Linked DNA regions of Rattus norvegicus: region 1 is linked to region 2. A link is a contact called in public Hi-C data. All regions are on one chromosome and are shown on one strand. The core of a region is the stretch at or near the end of the contact, and the rest is flanking DNA. Distances in the headings are between cores, read along the strand shown.

Region 1 (4,459 bases), core at 1,397-3,896, 1.3 Mb before region 2:
CATCAAATGCTGGGTGGAGGGGTTAAAAGGTTTTCTTTTTTTTTAAAATAATAGCATACCTATTTTATCGGATTATTATTTGCCTTCAAGGAGTTTATATATAAACACAGAGTGAGAGTTGGAAACGCATTTAGAAAATTGTTATTATTGTTGTAAATTTACTTTAAAACCAGACAAGCACAAACAAAAGCCCCAAAGAGAAAAAAAAAAGAAAAACAACAACAAAAACACCCAAAAAACAAAAAACCAAAGAACTTCTCAGATGATTAAGCCAAGAACAAAAATACATGGTCCAAAGAATAAGAGTCTTGTATCAAAAAAAGTTCCATGAGTTCTGGAGTTCAAGGTGCTATGCCACTGCCAAGAGATAAGAATCTTGCCGGGACTCAGTTTAATCAGATTCTTTGAATATAATAAGAATGAAAATTAAGCTAAATTGTCAGCAGCTGGTTGTCTATCTAAACCTAGCAAAGTTCCGGGGAGCTATTATGTAGGAGTTAGAAAGCTGTCTAGGTGCGCCTCAAATCGATGTTGGGAAGAGTGACCTCCTTTTCCAGTGCATTGTCATTGTAGTTCAAATTCACCTTCAGAAATGCAGGGGACATTTCCCCTCAGTAGTGAAATCTACATTACTTTGTATGGCAAAGTATACGCGTTCTCTAAATCTGACTGTTCTCCTTGGGTCTGCCAGAATTTTTGTGTAAAGATTTCCCTATCCTTGGCCACTTTTGTTAGGGAAACCTCTCTCAGCAAAGCATGCCTGCATCTTTGAGTAGGACCAGAGCCATTTCTCCCAGGAGCCTTTGTGAGATTTCTACAGTTGCTTGTCACCATGGTCAAATGATACCTCCTTCCACGGCTTGGGTCTGTCTCTGGAGATTGACAAAGAACACCAGATAAAGTCATCTCCCCAAGCGTGGGTAATTAAATACTGGTCAAACCTACAATCCAAAATCTCTTTTAAGAACTAGAGAAGATTCTAACCCTCTTTTTTTTTTTTTTAGGCCACCCCTCCTCCCCTTTCCTTTGCAGGAAAGAGTTTCCCTTTCTGCCAATATAATTGCTTTGTGATATACATGTTGGGATCAACTTAGCTTTTTCCTCCCTTTCTGGCCTACTAAATGGTTGGCTTAGGGGAAAATCAAACTTTACAGCTTGGCTTTTTCCCACTTGGCAACTTTGATTTCCTGGATATGTTAGGTAATTTTTCAAATTATGTGCTTTAATATCTTGTCCCTTAAAGTGTATTTAGGGAGGTTAAAAAATACCCTCCACTGAACAATAGGTTGAATATGCTACAAACAATGCTTTAACTAAGTGCCCCAAACAAAAATACCCCGCACTGAATATTTATATTTTTAGTTGCCCCACATAATGTATATGCATATTGTATTAATTATATATATTTAAAAAGTAAGGGGGAAAGATGGATATCACTGTAACTCTAATCCAGACACTGCTGAAAATTTAGTCCACCCAAGATGAAAAAATCTACAAAAATCCCTTGTTAAATAAAAAGGTACTCCTATTGAAAAACTCGTGTGTGTGTGTGTGTGTGTGTGTGTGTGTGTGAGAGAGAGAGAGAGAGAGAGAGAGAGAGAGAGAGAGAGAGAGAGAGAGAGAGAGAGAGAGAGAGAGAGAGAGAGAGAGAGAGAGAGAGAGAGAGAGAGAGAGAGAGTTATCTCCACACATCGTGAATTGTTTTTGGATCAAGCCTGAATACAATATATTTTAGGCTTTCCTTTCCTAAAAGGGTAATTCAGAGCCGGGGGAGGAGGGGAGAGGAGAGGAGGCGCAGGTCCATTTCTGACTTAGTTGTTTACAAAAAGCACATGCTAATGTAACAGTGTATACGGAATTAAAGAGAAAATGTCAAACACGCCGTGACATCCAAAACACATTCAGCTGTTGCCTTTTACTATGGAGACTTTCATTCTACAGCGGACTGCCTCCAAGACCCAGTGTTTTTGTGTGTTGGGTTAAAAATAGCCTGCCAAGCCTGACAACTAGATTCTGATTGGTCCGTAAGGGCGGCCGTTCAGCCAATGAGAGCTTCTGGGAACAAAAGCAATTCTTTTGTGTGTGTGAGATGCTCAACCCATGTCAAAACAGCTTCGGGCTGTAGAAATGATTTGGGTAGAGATTTAACAAGGTAATAATGCATTTTAGCCCTCTGAAAGGTTTGAAGCGGAACAAAGAGGGGGGTGGAGTGAGGGGGAGCAGGGGAAATCTACAAAAGAAATGAAACCAGCGCTTAGCTTTTACCGATGAATCATGCGGGTGTTCGTGCTACAAGCATTATTCTTTTCCTTTCCCGACGTCCCCGAGACTTTTACTTACTTTTCAGGCATTTTCTCGTCCCAAACAAAAAGTCATCAAAGACTTTTGACTAACGTGCTCGTTTGCTGTTACGATTCGTTGGCAAGAAGAAAGGGGAAAAAACCTCTTCTTATTAAATGTCACAAAGAGAAAACAAAGACCTATGATTTGTGCACAGTGAGTAGTGAAACTTTGAGCTGTAGATTCTGGATATCAAACACAGCCCACATTCTCAAAGACAGTTCCTGGTCCGTGTACTGATAGCTCTCTAGATTAGGAAAACAAAGAGGGACTTGATGGGAGACAGTTCTGGGTGCTGGCCGCCTTGAAAGCATCGGACCGCCAGGGGTCGCTGTTGCACAGTAGACGAATCTCTACTGCGTGGGCTTCTCTGTAATCTTTAAGGAAAGAAATAGGATGTGATGGGTACCTTTAGACCAAAGAGGAGGGATGGGGGGCGCTGTCGCTATTTGAAATCCTTAAGCATGGCTTTTGATCAACACTATGGGACAAAGCAACTGAAAACAAGATTTACTATACAGGGAATTTAGTGCCACAGAAGACAAATGTTCGTACAGGAACTTGGAATTGTGACTTAAGACAGGCTCTCCTAAACCACATCGCGATTTTAAACTAGATTACAATAACGACAATAAAATGGTGTCACTGATGCCTTATAGTCTCCAACATTTTTATGCGAGCAACCCGTGTAATGTACCCAGTCCAGACGTGTTTTGGCAAAAGAATTCAGATCATACATGGTTTACATATTAACCACAGAGAAAACTATCTGTTCAGCACACGTTTTCCTCTTGAGCATAGATTTCACGATACAGGATTCATAAACGAAACCTAACAAACCTTTACTCCTGGTGTGGCATCTAAAAAAGCCAAGCTTCTGGGTAAAATAGGAACAAAAGTTTATAGTCTAATTGGGTGTGTTAAACCCACGATACCCAAATATTTTCTGTTTGGGAAAAAGCATAATATATTTATCTGTGAAAGATTATTCCAAAGCACATATTGGAAGCTGGTTTTTCCATTCATATTCATCTAGCAAAACTGAAAGAGCAGTGCACTTTTCTGTTTCCTATTACGCTCAATTATAATGCTTTGTACACATTTATAAGGAACTAAAAGACAAAGAATAAAATTTACTTATTAATTATATTTCTCAACAACTGTACTCCCAGAAGACGGTGTGATTGTGTGCATGCACGCAGTCAGCATTCGATAGCTCCAAACAACGTCTATTCCCTTAAGCACTGTTGTGACTTTTATGAAGTTTGCTTAATCGGGTTGTCCTAACAGCAGCTAGAGGAATTGATCGTTGGGCAGGTAGGTATAATTGTGGTAGGGAGCCCAGGAGCTTTAACAGAAATAGCGTGAGGTGGCGGCAGTGGAAGAGCGTTTGGCCACCGTATGTATACCGCATTGGTCATGTTCTATACTTGCTCAGCTCCAGGCCTTGAAGCTGCCCCGATGCCAGACCCTTCCCCCGGGCAAGCGCCAATCCCTAACACTATTAAAGATCCTCTGCTATGCTTGCAGACAGGAGTGTATTGCCCTTGAGAGGCTCCACCCAGCAGCTGATTCAGACAGATACAGACACGGACAGCCAAACAGAACGTGGAGCTTGGGGACTCTTATGGAAGAATAGGAGGATTGTGGGCCGGAAGGGGATAGGAACTCCACAGGAAGACCAACAGAGTCAACTAAACTTTGGAGCTCTCAGAGTCTGAACCACCAACCAAAGGACATACACAGGCTGGACCTAGGCTTCCCTGCACATACGTAGCAGGTGTGCAGGTTGGCCTTGATGTGGGCTCTGAACTACTGGACAAGAGGGATTGGAGGCCCTATGCCAGAAGCTGTTGCTAGGCGGGATATGTTCCTCTAGCTGGGCTGCTGTGTCTGGTCTTGGTGGGAGGGGAAGCCACTAGCATAGAAGAGATTTAAGGTCCCAGGGTGGGGAGTGTACTCACGAGGGGCCCCTACCCACTCAGAGGTAAAGGAGAAATGGGGGAGGATTGTGGGAGGGGGTAACTGGGAGGGGGGCAGTGAGTTGGATGTAAAGTAGAGAGATGAGAAAAATGCAAGAGGCTGTTTTGTCCACACTGCTACACCTCTGCAGTTGGAA
Region 2 (5,178 bases), core at 255-2,754:
TGGTTTAAATGTCTGATTTCATATTGATAATGTTGGCCACGTTGTGAATATTCCTTGTCTGTGCTTTAGTATTTTCACCATTTGTGAAGAAACATGAAAACAAATGAAATGGTGATGTGCTGAGGTCTCTCCCTTCTGTGAAGATGGCTGTGGAGAACCAAGACTACCTCTAAGTGGAACAAGGTTCATAGTTGCAATTTCTTAAATAGAATTCCAGATGTTTATGAAAAATATTATTTAATAAAAGGCCCACATTCATTTCAAACTCATATATGTATGCGTGTAATATATATGCAATTTAGTTTTCATTATATTATGGAATATAGTTTCCATTAAGTATAATGAAATTATATTCTATAAATAAATTCATGTGCTGTAGTCCTTAATGCATTTAACCATTACAATGAAGGTCTGAAAGAAATCCTCGTTTTACATTCTTTTGTAGGAAATTCAGGCACTGTATGGTAGACAGTTGTAAAAACTCATGGAACAGTACAGTGCTGCTTGCTGGCTCTGCCTTGATTCTGCGTGGTATCCTGTGGGCTCCTGTACACCTTTGTCATCTGGGTCAAAGGGCATGTCAGAGGATCTCAGAACATGATTCTGCTTTGACTGATAGCTACAAAAAAAATTGTCACTGTCAGCCTCCTCACAATCACCATACCCATCACACTGTCCCCCACTGTACCCATCAAACTGTTCCCAATGCACCCATCACACTGTTCCCTCACTGCACCCCATCATACTGTCCCCCACTGTACCCATCACACTGTCCCCACTGCACCCCATCACACTGTCCCCACTGCACCCATCACACTGTCCCCACTGTACCCATCCCACTGTCCCCACTGCACCCCATCATACTGTCCCCTATTGCACACCATCACACTGTCCCCCACTACACCACATCACTCCTCACAACACACAAACACAATTACACAAACAACAATCATGTCCAATTTCAAGGCAGGGGTCAATTTTCCTTTTGAGCCAAGCATGGCAGCATCTATAATTCTAGTCCTTGGGGGCCGAAGCAGAAGGATCACAAGTTCAAGGCATACTTAAGCTCCATACTGGTGCCCTCTCTCACAAAAGCAACAGTAATAACAAGAATAAGTAATTAAGTAATCAAAAAACAATAAATGAACTTTTGCTTTTGAGAGAAAAAAAACATTCAAATATCAGAATTGCCACTCTTTATTTTCAAGGGAGATCACAGTCAGAGGAATGAAGTGGATGGAGGACTCCTGTTTGCTTTAGTGAAGAAGTGTCCTTTGGCCCAACTCCTAAGAGGAAACAATGTTGGGTCATCCAAAGTCCAGCAGCTATATGAAAATTCTCTTCCCTTGTGACATAAGTTTCAGACAAAGCTGAAACTTCTGTCTACAGTTACTCCATATCTCCGAAACAAATGACAGGCCCTGAGCCTCATATATTCAAGAGAGGGAGATCCAGCCCTCCTGCACGAGCAAACATCAAAGCACTCCCAGGACACCTGAGCTGGCAGCACCACAGCTGACTGCTGAAATTGCTCGACCTTGGACCAAATAAGAAACTGCACATTCAAAGTCCCAGTGCTGGGATCCCGCTCTGGTTGCTAATGAATGGGAACTTGTTGTATAATTGCAAACAAGCTCATTCATTATTGTGAGAAGAAGAAAAAAAGAAGAAGAAAGAAGTAAGTCCTTATGCCAAATTAAAAAAAAATCCTTCTGGTCAATTTGTCTACATAAAAACCAGCCAGTCATCACCAGTCACTCCACCTCTTGCCAGCACCTTCTCGGGTCCACCCCTGGGCACCACGCATAATGTGATCTTTGTATCTGCCAGTAGGAAAGGTAACTTCAGTGCAGAGGAATAACTCGTAAAGGTGGAGAAGTGACTAACCACTTCACTCCACCCTAGCAGGCTGTTTTCCCACAGAGCACAGCTGGCAAGCCGGCCAACAAACACCTTTTTCTAAGTCTACCAGAGAAAAACAAAGTGAATTGGGACAACAGAAAGCCTTTGAGAATGTCCTAGCAGCCAAACTGCAGCCTCTGCCATGTAGCTATGAGCTGAGGGCTTGTTCTCTAGTCTCTCCTCCCCGTGCCCTTCTCCTGGGGTGCCTGTCAGTGATAATTGCCCAAACACCTGGGAGCAGGCATCGCTTAAGGCCCAGATGGAAGCCATCAGACGGTCGTTAGCTGTCCTTGTCTGACCTAAGTAGAGTCTGACACCAACACACAGAACTTGCAGACAAGCCATTCAAAGCCATTCAAAGACCATTACCAGGAATGATCACAGCTGAGCTATTACAGCCTAGGCTATCTCTTTGGGGCAAAATAAAAGCTGCACAATTGGTTTGAACTGAGTCGAGATTTTTCCAACAGATGCCACTGCTGGGAGATCATCAACTCAACTTGTGGGTCCGGCAAGAAGATTCAATTTATATATCTGCACAGTCAAAACATACATACATACAGTCGCACACACACACACACACACACACACATGAGCTCATCTTTTTTTTTTTTTTTCTTAAGTAGCCCACATTCTGGGATATCCAGATTTAGGAAATTCGACAGCTCTTAACCCTAAGAAAAAAAAAGTAAAAACTTCCCTGAAAAAGGAAGAGCAAGCTGGAGAGAGCGTGAGGATCCTGTAAACCTTGAGGCGATAAAAATAGTAAAGCATTTATCTTCAAGGGACTGAGCTCTCTTCCTGGAGAAGAGAATCTGGGACCATAAATTAACCACCCTCCACATCTCCTAACCCCATTTCACTCCCTAAAAGCACCGAGAAGTTCAGCCAGCTTATGACAGTGTATATTTCACTCAGCCAACAAGTATGTACGGAGGGCCTATTGCATGCCAAGCACCACACAGCATGGAAGAGCTTAACCCAATGTTGGTCCTCATGGACCTTATGGACGACATAGCCAGCCTCTCCTCCAAGATACCACGCGGCAAATTGGAAAGAACACTGGACTAAGGGTCAAAGGTCAAGCAAGACTAGACTCATATTGGTCGCCTCAGTGTCCCTATCCATCAGAAAGTGGGAAGGTCCATGAGCTGCCACACAGTGTACCTCCTGAAAAGCTCGGGATGTTTGAAAGGCAAAAGAGAAGGTTGTGGTTTAGTACTCCGGCCCTCAAACCTCCAATCATAGAGTCTTCCTTTTAGAGTTTAACCCCGTGTTGGATATGATTGTCCTCAAGGTTGACTACCACCATCTTCGGGAGTTATGGTAGGCCCGATTGCCAAAGATAACACCAGCTGGGCTTGTTGACAGCTGATGCTCTCTGGTACAAGAAGGGGCCAGGGAGAGACATGGGATCTATAGTCAGTATGTAGCGCCCCCCCCCCAACACACACACACAACCAGCAGCATGCAATTCTGAGCTAATTGCACTGGCTTCAGGAGCTATCGAAAGGGTTATGGTGTATGGGTGAGGAAAGATTATGCAGCTACTGGGGAGTCCACATTCATACTGGGTGCAGATCTTCCACTGTGGGTGCTTTAAGCTCACCCATGCTCCCCACCCCATAATCCCTCACCCATTGTTCTGGAAGTAGGTCTAACATATAAGCTCTCTGGCTCCTCCAAGTGAACTTTGGTGGAGTCCAACTTCAGTCTCCTTGCTTAGTTCCACCACCGGGCTTATAATGTCTCGCCACACCTAGTCTCATCACCCGTAAATCCCTAACAGATATCTCTCTGATGAAAGTTTCTCTTTGAGGATTTGTCCTTCTCTGTGACTAGCACCCTAAGCCACAACCCTAATAGAATTATGTTATCTCTGCTCTTGTCCCCAGAAGCATCCAGTCTTTCTCACTCTTTCATCATATATAATGTGGCCAAAAAGAGGTTACTGCTGAGTTTGCTCTTCTTCCTCTCGAGCTCATGAGCCTTGCCTGTTTTTCTCTGAGTGAATCATCCTATTTCCCATTGTATACACTACCAAGAGGATATTTTCTCCCTGGGAAAGAGTCTGTGCTTGTTTCGACTGCACAGTATCCTCAGAAAGGATCCCAAATAGCTTTATAGAAAAGGATGAAATGCAAGATTGCAAAGTATCTTTAAAACTATATTGAAATACCAGTGGGAAGGGAGACCTGCTTCTAAAAGCAACCCAAAGAAGCAGCTGCTTTAACGAGCTGGGAATGGTGGTGCATCCCTGACAGAGGCAGGTGGATCTCTGTGAGTCTGAGGCTGGCTTGGTCTAAATAGTGAGTTCCAGAACAGTCAGGGCTATGTGCAGACATAAATTGGCTTACCTTCTTTAAAATTTTGTTAATATATTTATTTATAGTATACTGGGAAAGGGGGAGTGTATGCCACAGTAACATGTGTGGGTCACAGGAAAGCCTATGGGAGTCAGTTCTCTTCTTCCACCCTCTGGATTCTGGTGATCAAATTCAGGTCATTGGTCTTGGAGCTTAGGGACAAGCACTTGCACCTACTGAGATCTGGCCCGATTTTTTTTTTTAAATCTTGATAATTGATCTTTATATACCTATCTTGGTCACTGTTCTATCACTATGGAGAGACACCATGACAGGGTAACTCGTGCATGACAGCATTTCACTGGGGGCTTGCTCACAGTTTAGAGACGTAGTCCATTATCCTCGTGGTAGCAAGCAAGGTGGTATGCATGGTGCTGGATCAGAAACTGAGGGCTACATCCTAATCTACAGGCAGAGAGAAAGAGACTGGGCCTGGCTTAAGCTTTAAACTTCAAACCCCACCCCTAGTGACACACTTCCTCCAATAAGGCCACACTTATTCCAAGGAGGCCACACCTCCTAATCCTTCTCACGTTCAAACAGTTCCACTCCCTAGTGACTGAGCATTCAAATATCTGAGCTATGGGGGGAAAATTCCCATTCAAAGTATCACAGTACCCAAGAGCATGTTACTGCTGCTAAACCTGGATTTCTCCACATTTTATATCTGTATGATTCTGGCATTGTAGAAGAGGTGCTAGCTCTCACCATCTCCTGTTCCCAATGTAGGAATATTACTATTTTAGATATATTAATATGAAGTTTTCTAAAACGATGGTCATGAAAGTGAACATCCGGAGAAGGCTGACTATTCACCAAGCATGGAAACCTACAAGTGGGAAAACAGACTAGGAGTTAAGATAGAGTGCGAACGAGAGTATTATGTGGGACTGGGAAGACGGTAGAGCTG

What was found. A called contact is a pair of places that touch in the nucleus more often than the background predicts.
Region 1: a contact with region 2 is called in a Hi-C map of liver, with 5 times the contacts expected there. The contact joins two enhancer-like sites. A contact is called at or near these places in 11 of 12 Hi-C or Micro-C datasets (the A7r5 cell line, the Rat2 cell line, Schwann cells and 6 more) and 1 of 1 datasets of contacts at active chromatin or transcription factors (oligodendrocytes).

The regions. Positions count from the first base shown.
Region 1 is chr7:33,964,513-33,968,971 of GRCr8, reverse strand. No RefSeq gene overlaps it. Among named protein-coding and RNA genes, the nearest start is that of U2l1, 130 kb to the right of the region's middle. Within about 2 kb of position 2,646, at least 79 of the 93 cell types and tissues checked have an H3K27ac peak or open chromatin away from gene starts, as enhancers often do. A contact at or near this core is called in liver, where this site is marked.
Region 2 is chr7:32,700,082-32,705,259 of GRCr8, reverse strand. No RefSeq gene overlaps it. Among named protein-coding and RNA genes, the nearest start is that of Plekhg7, 10 kb to the right of the region's middle. Within about 2 kb of position 1,504, at least 33 of the 93 cell types and tissues checked have an H3K27ac peak or open chromatin away from gene starts, as enhancers often do. A contact at or near this core is called in liver, where this site is marked.